Linked DNA regions of Sus scrofa: region 1 is linked to region 2. Evidence: chromatin contacts called from public Hi-C data. All regions are on one chromosome and are shown on one strand. The core of a region is the stretch at or near the end of the contact, and the rest is flanking DNA. Distances in the headings are between cores, read along the strand shown. Region 1 overlaps CCDC50 (coiled-coil domain-containing protein 50). Region 2 overlaps OSTN (osteocrin).

What was found. A called contact is a pair of places that touch in the nucleus more often than the background predicts.
Region 1: a contact with region 2 is called in a Hi-C map of alveolar macrophages, with 2.4 times the contacts expected there. The contact joins two enhancer-like sites. A contact is called at or near these places in 1 of 5 promoter capture datasets (liver), 14 of 47 Hi-C or Micro-C datasets (adipocytes, alveolar macrophages, embryonic fibroblasts and 10 more) and 1 of 2 datasets of contacts at active chromatin or transcription factors (alveolar macrophages).

What each region holds. Positions count from the first base shown.
Region 1 is chr13:128,677,390-128,681,521 of Sscrofa11.1, forward strand. The region is part of intron 10 of CCDC50 (coiled-coil domain-containing protein 50); the gene reads left to right. Among named protein-coding and RNA genes, the nearest start is that of CCDC50, 60 kb to the left of the region's middle. Within about 2 kb of position 1,467, at least 2 of the 83 cell types and tissues checked have an H3K27ac peak or open chromatin away from gene starts, as enhancers often do. A contact at or near this core is called in alveolar macrophages, where this site is marked.
Region 2 is chr13:128,554,574-128,558,254 of Sscrofa11.1, forward strand. The region is part of intron 3 of OSTN (osteocrin); the gene reads left to right. Among named protein-coding and RNA genes, the nearest start is that of OSTN, 26 kb to the left of the region's middle. Within about 2 kb of position 1,743, at least 7 of the 83 cell types and tissues checked have an H3K27ac peak or open chromatin away from gene starts, as enhancers often do. A contact at or near this core is called in alveolar macrophages, where this site is marked.

The DNA of each region.
Region 1 (4,132 bases), core at 217-2,716, 120 kb after region 2:
AGATCAAATAGCTGTGTCTGTGGTATGTATACTTTCTAACTTCTCTCAAGCAGTATGGGTCATGGTTATGGAGCAACTACTGTTTTTCTACCTCGAATTGTCAACATATAAGTCTCAGGGGAAGGAACCTTTATTTTTTTCTTTATTGCTTTCTGTTGCTTTTCAAAGGAAAATGTGATTGGAATAGGAAGAGAGAACATTAAATAGAAAAGACAAAAGTAACACTAAATCTGGCATTTTGAAAACTCTAAGTAGTTGAAACCTTGTATTTTGATCCTGATTGTTAATAATGTATTTATTAATTATTAAAACATAAACTTTATCACACTGAAAAATATACATGATTATTGCCACTAACTACTCACACTTAAAGTGCTAGACTTGTTTCCTTAAAGAGAATATATTTAGTGTCCTTAAAAAGCCATAGTCTATTTTTAAACCCAGGGGTTTTAAGAAGATAAATACCTTTCAGAAAATTATATCAGGTTGTAAAGCTTTTAGGGCAACAGTAGTGTAGGTTAGTCTTTCTAATTGTATAAAATTGGTTCTTCTTAAAGCTTTTAGTTAAGTACCTGCCAGATGTCTTTAAAAGCAAATTTTAGACCTACATAAAATTTAGCTTTATTCATCTCCCTGCAACATCCAAGTAAAATCAAAGTAACTGATCTGTTCTCAGTAGGTAAATAGGTGTGACTTATTATGCTTTTTTTAATCAAGGGAGTTAAAATCATCTTTAAAGTTATTATGTAGTCTTCAAAGTCCTTGGGCTTTTTAGAACACTAAAACTTCAGCAAATGTGATAGAACAGTCTGGAATGGCTACTTAAAGGATTTATTAAAGTTGAAAACAAGTTTCTGGAATGTAATACATGCTCTTAAAAACATTTGATAGAATGAAAGAATGAATAACCAGATGATCCTATGTTAAAAATCACTATGGCAAACGAGTGAAAAGTGGCCTCTGCGTAGTAGAACTGAAGTCTTTGACTCGAGAGGAATATTTGTCTTTAAAAGTCATTTACAGAAAGATGATATGATATGTGACAAAACAAAAATGAATTCGAATTTGGAGTTCTTATTGTGGCTCAGTGGGTTCCGAACCAACTAGTATTCATGAGGATGGGAGTTCAATCCCTGGCCTCATTCAATGAGTTAAGGATTCCACATTGCCATGAGCTGTGCTGTAGGGTGCAGATGCGGCTGGGATCCTGCCCTGCTGTGGCTGTGGCCAGCAGCTGCAGCTCCAGTTCAGCCCCTAGCCTGGGAACTTCCATGTGCCACAAGTGCGGCCCAAAAAGCAAAAATTAAATTTAAAAAAACTACTATTTTATAAAACCTATATTTTCATAATTAAAACATAAAGCCTGTTATTGTGTCATAGATATCTTATTCAACTGATATCACAGTGTGTGCTTTCTGGTTAGCATCCGTGTTTCCTCTTTCACATTTAATCCTGGTGGAACTGGAGTTAGCTATTTGTACAGAAAGAGATGGTTTCAAGGATTGAGAAACACGGCACTTCCTAGATCAAGATGTTTATTGCTTCAGTGCAGTAATAATAGTGGCAGATAGGGAACAAATTGTCATTTAAAGCTTGTAATAGAGGTAGTCAGAAGTCATTTTCTTTGCTCATTATAATTTTTATGCTCTCTCTGAGGAGATGGAGAACCAGTTGGCAATCTGAATTAATTCCAGTTCTTTGTAATTGGAAAATTTTTCAACTCAAGTTCCAAATTGTGTTAACTATAGTATTTTGTATTAATAGTATTAATTGGTATTTTATTTGGATTTATCACTTAGAAAATGTAGGGATTTTGTAAATCTTACTTAGTTCCTACATTATTCTTCTGAATGTGAAATATATTTGTCTCCACCTATTCATTTATCAAATATTTATTGAACACTCTTATAACTGCTCAGAACTCAAGTGAGCATCAGTCAACAAAAACTGTTTTCTATTCTTATGAAATTTACAATCTAAACAGACAATTGCAGAAATAATTATTTTGATTGTGTTGAATGTTATAGATGAAAAGTACAGGTTGTTAGAAGAGTAGAAGGAGACACCTAACCTAGTCTCTGTGTCTAGGAGGGCAGCTTTTATTTATTTTTTGCTTTCGTAAGGCCACGCCTAAGTCATATGGAAGTTCCCAGGCTAGGGGTCGAATCAGAGCTACAGCTGCAGGCCTACACCACAGCCACAGCAACACCCGATACTTAACCCACTGAGTGAGGCCAGAGATTGAACCCACATCCTCATGGACGCTAGTCTGGTTCATAACCCCCTGAGGCATGACACGCACTCCCTAGGAGGGATTTTTGAAGCAATGACTTCCGGTTGAATTCTGAAGCATATTTGGCTTTATTACAAGCTTAAAGATGTAAATCATTTCATAGGAACAATTGAAAACAGATACCCTAATATATCAAAAACTACAAAACAAACTAGTAGCTAACAAGATTTTTCCAGCTGTGGATATGAACACCCTTAACTTTGAAACAGCTATATCCAGTGCAACAGAAAATTTGGTGGGACCGCTGGAAGCAGTAAGCCAAGCTTTGTTTTCCATGTACCCCAAAATTGAACACAGCAGCAAAAGAACTGAGGGCATTCTAGATTGATTTGCTTATCCTTATTGGGGAAACATAGAGGATTTGTGGGCACCCTGTGCTTCAGTTCATACTTTAGTACCACTTTCCTTGGTGGTGAGTTGATAATGAGGCAGTAAACAGGGAGTTTTTTTGACAGCACCACTTGGCTTATTTTTCTATGGTTTCCGATTGCCTAATGAGGATAATTAAAATTTCTACAAAATAGATTCTGCCACCCTGATTACCAGTTCTGTTTTCTTGGGCCTAAGTTACTTCTTTAGTTAACTTTCTTAGTCTTGGAGTTATTGATTGTTTTGTCCCAACTCTTCCTGCCAAGCCTTATGTTACCTTTTAAAGGTGAGCATTATAAATGCCAGTGGATAATGAAAGGAAAACACTTATTTAATTTCTAATATTTTTTCAACAAACGGTTCAAAAAGGAAAACAAGAAAAATATCACGTTGTTTGCTATGCTCATATTAATCATACGTGTGTAAAAATGTATGAAAGGATAAAAGTATATGCCATATACCATTTGAAAATATGTTATGCGAGTGTATGTCAGTGTGTAAGGTTTTGAATGCAGATAATGCTGCTGATGAAAACACACACCTGTGTTGCAGAATATAGTACAGTAGTTAAGAGCACTGGTTTTGAAGTCCAGTTGAGTTTGAGGCTGGCTCTGCCACTTGACAATAGTGTGAACTTGGACAGATCACATGTGGTCTAAGCTAATCTAACTCTAAAATATGTAGATGATAACTACCTTGCACACTTGTCCTGAAAGGTAATTGAGATCGTCTCTGTGTGTAGAGTCCATAGCGGAGTTCTCAGTGGATACACAAGTATCCCTTGCTGACCTCTTCCAGACACTGACTACCTAAGGAGAGACCTACTGCTAGGGTCGGGGTGAGAAATTGAAAACACTTGTCTTTATTCCTGTATAACAGAACCCATTGTACCAAACTGACCACAACTTCCCAAATTTCAGAATGCTTTTGCATTCCAGAATGTATATTTATGTAAAACATCCTACAACATGGTTGTATATTTAGCAAATCTTTACCTCATCTGGTTCCAAGCTTTAATGCAAAATTTGAGCAAACCTTTGGAAAACAGCAACCAAAAAAAAAAAAGGAGAGATTTTCTTATACATCGTTAATCAATGCCAACTGTTTGTAAAACTCTGTTATATAATTAAAATTGTAAAACGTTTGGAGTATTAAAAATTTCCCAATGTTTTTTAGTTTTTGTTTTGACGTGAGAGTGCAAATGTATTACTGCCCTTTCCTTCTCTAAGCTCTACTCTGCCACCTAGTGGTGTAAGGAACTTTGCTCTGAATTTTATGGAGTTTTTTAAATTTAACTTTTATTTTATACTGGGGTATAATTGGTTTACAGCATTGTGTTAGTTTCAGATATACGGGAAAGTGATTCAGTTCTGCATATACAGATATCTATTCTTTTTCAGTTTCTTTTCCCATATATGTTATGACAGAATTTGAGTGGAATTACTTGTGCTATGTAGTAGGTCCTAGTTG
Region 2 (3,681 bases), core at 493-2,992:
AATGACTATAAAATATTCAGAAAATAAAATTTTCTAACTGCTCTTGAAAACATCTGTAAAAGATGGAAAAATGAATGAACAGCTTGGGGAAAAGAAAAAACAAACAAATATTAAAAAAAACAGGGTTAAGGTCTATGGAAGATCATATTAAAATGAAGCAAAGGCCCCTCTATTATTTCCTATTTTATATCATATTTAACATTTTTCACCTGAATATGACACTAGCTTCATTTTCAATTGGATGTGCAAGTTACTTTAATTCTCAGAACAGTTACCTCAACTACACATTGAAGTTCAAAATATTTTCTTCATTCAGTTTACGTGTTTAAAACCTGAAGTTAATGAATGGTCATTCAGTTCATGAAACTAAAAGGAAGCAGCTATGACCATATCTCTGGCAAAATAGTATCTTCTATTTGAACCACTCTTTACTATTAGAAGATACAAGAATCTTTCTAAACGGTGGTTTCTCTCACTTCTTCCCACCATACTGAAAATGCCTTGTAAAATATTAATAATAATAATATGGTATATATTTTAACTACAATAAACATTCTCATAATTATTACTGTTCTAATTCAACCATTAATGTTTTGAGGTCAGAAAAGCAATTAATATCATTGTGTCAGTTGGGTTTCCTGCAGGAAACAGGCAAGCATGTTTGAAATAAGAAAATTTGTAAAGAATTTAGACATAGCACAGCTATTTACAAAAGGCTGGGTAGAGGCAAATCATACTGGATGGTGCAATCTGACCCTTGTTTGTAGAGTCAGATGCCTTGGGAGAAGCCATGACCTTTGGTTAAGAGGATGTGACCTTGCAAGGAGGGTACGAGGGGAAAATTATCCTGACCTCAATTCCTCTCTCCTTCCAATCTCTCCTGCCAAGTCTGCCCATCACCTGCCCCAAACCAAAGCCAGAGCATTGGATCTTTTCTAGCATCCAGTGGGGTTTGTTTCCTATACTGAAATTAGGGTGAGAAAAGGCAGTGTATCTGCAGAACAGACAGAAGATACCCAGCACAGTTGCACACATTCTGTAGACTCAGGTCAATAAACAATTTGCTCCATAACGTTGTATCATCACCACTTAATTGAAAGAGAAGGACTCCATAGAACATAATTACAGAAGCAACTTTATCCCCAACCACACACATTCAAATCCATTCTGTTGATGTTTCCTAGCTCTTGGATGAAAACAAAGGCAAGAATTATGACTCTACAGTCTCACTGAAATAATAAATATTCGTCTGGCTGCTTTTACTAGAAAGATAGTCACATGTCAGTAATTAAAATAACCATTGATATGCCTTAGCCCAAACTATGAATATTATTAAAAATTTCTCCTTTTTCAAGCTGGAAAGCTGCAGTGGGAAAGGGTTAGTGGTCAGTTTATCCTCACCCCTTCCCCCACTACAGTGGGCTGATTTCTATCTCCTCCAGTATTGGGGATGGAGATACAGAGAGGTAAAGAAAAGTCTTATTTGACAGATACTATCATGACCTGACTTCTGTGCTCTCTGGCCTCAGTAAATACTCCGAGTTGACTCCTCACCATGAGCTGTCTTTGTGTGGGGTCATTGCATAACCCCCACTGGGAATGTGGACATAAACATCCTTGCCTCCAGTAATGCTTCTCTTCCAGCAGGTCAGCTTTGCTCTTCATATTCATCCTACTCCCTTAGCTTCTTCTTTTGACACCACCACCAGCATCCTGCTGAGGTCACCTCACCCATAACTCCTGTCCGTAAGCCCTTCGGGGAAGTTTCTTTTTAGAATTAACCTAGGCCAACTCTACCCACATGCTCTTTCTACATCTGCTCCTCAGAAAACCCACATCCTTGATTCTGGTCACTGAAAGTACAGTTGTTCCTTATGTAACCATCTCTTCAGCCAATTCTCACAGCTTCCTGCCCTTTAAATTTCATAGTCTGTTCTATGAGGTCCACCCTGCTTCAATGAGTCTATGTCAAGCTTTTTTTGAAGGCTTTTCTCTGTATGAAAGAACAGGGAAAATGTCACTGGTCTCCAATAACCTGCTCCAGAGAAATCCTCCTTCTTTACCTATTAAATATCAATCTTTTTACTGGATTAAAGTTGAAATATCAGTTTGTAGACACCTTCTTTACAAATATTGTTTAATTCTAGCACCTTTATTTTGAATGCAAGAGGAAATACTTACCAATTTTTTTTTCTCCCCTTTACCTTTTCTGGGCCACAGTTAAAATTGAAATGGAAAGATTCCCATTTTAATATTCTGGTACACTAATTTTGAATTCCTAAACTCCAGAAGATATTATCCCCTTTTGATTTGTATATTTTCATAGATATAAAATGATTTCTCTGTTACAACCTAGCCAGAACATCAGGTTATTTAACCCCAAGTCCAATGATTTTCCACTTCAATAAGCTGATAAAGAAATTAAAGGAATGTGTGAATAAGGGACTTGTCCAAGGCCAGGAACAGTGAGATTCACTTAGAATGCTTGCGTAAAATAGGTCATTTTGGAAAAGGTATTCCAATGATGTATATGTTTTCTATCCTAAGTCAGACATAAAATTCAGGCTAAAATTGAGAATATCAATTCCAGCTTCCATTTGTCAGATGTGATTGCCCTTCTTGATGACAGTGCCAAAGATTAAAGATAAAAATCCTTTCATTTCACCTTTTCTAATTCACTGTAAAGTAATTCCACAGACCAAGGCCAAACTAGATATCTCATAATTTTTGCTATTTTTTTTTAGTTCTTAATTCTTAAAGCCCAAAAGAGGTAGTTCAAAATGGGCTCCATTCCATAATGAAGAACAGAGAAAAAGGATTCAGAGTGTGATGCCCTATATGTTTCCTTCCTCATATTTGAAAAGACTGGCTGTACTATAAGAATTGCCCTTAAACCCTGATCTCGGGCCATTTTCCCCAAACTGTTCTTTATCACTTGGCTCATACCACCCCTGCTCAACTCCAACAGAAAGAGACAGTCCCTTTGCCTTTTATCCTTACCCTGATTCACATGTGAGGTTTAAAACTTTCTCCCCAAATGGCTAATACTTGATTCCATATATGGGCTTTAAAGTGTATATTACCCCAAAAAAGAAAATTCTAGAAAACATTTTGTGTAAATTTCCATTTACTGGATAGACTTTTCAAGTGTCATTAGACCCTCAGAGAGGTTCATGAGCCAAGCAGATGAAAATCCTTTCTGCCTAATCCTACAGCCCTGCAGTGATTTTTCAAATCAAGAATACCTGGGTTACTTTACAGTATACCCTTGATTTTTTTTTAATTTTATTGAAGTACATTTGACTTATAATGTTGTATTAGTTTCAAGTGTACAGCTGAGTCACATATATATATATGTATATATGTATATATATATGTATATATATATATATATATATATATATATATATATATATATATATTCTTTTTTCCCAAATAGATTATTACAAACTATTGAATAGATTTCCCTGAGCAATACAGGAGGTTCCTGTTAATCATCTGTTCTATACAGTAGTGTGTATGTATTACTCCCATCCTCCCAGTTCCTCCCTTCCCTCCACAGGTTCCCCTATGGTAACCTTAAGATTGCATTTGAAATCTGTGAGTTGACAATAAACCCTTTAAACCTCATTATTCGATTCCAGTTCTCCTAGCTTGTTTCTGAATGCCTGTTCATATGAC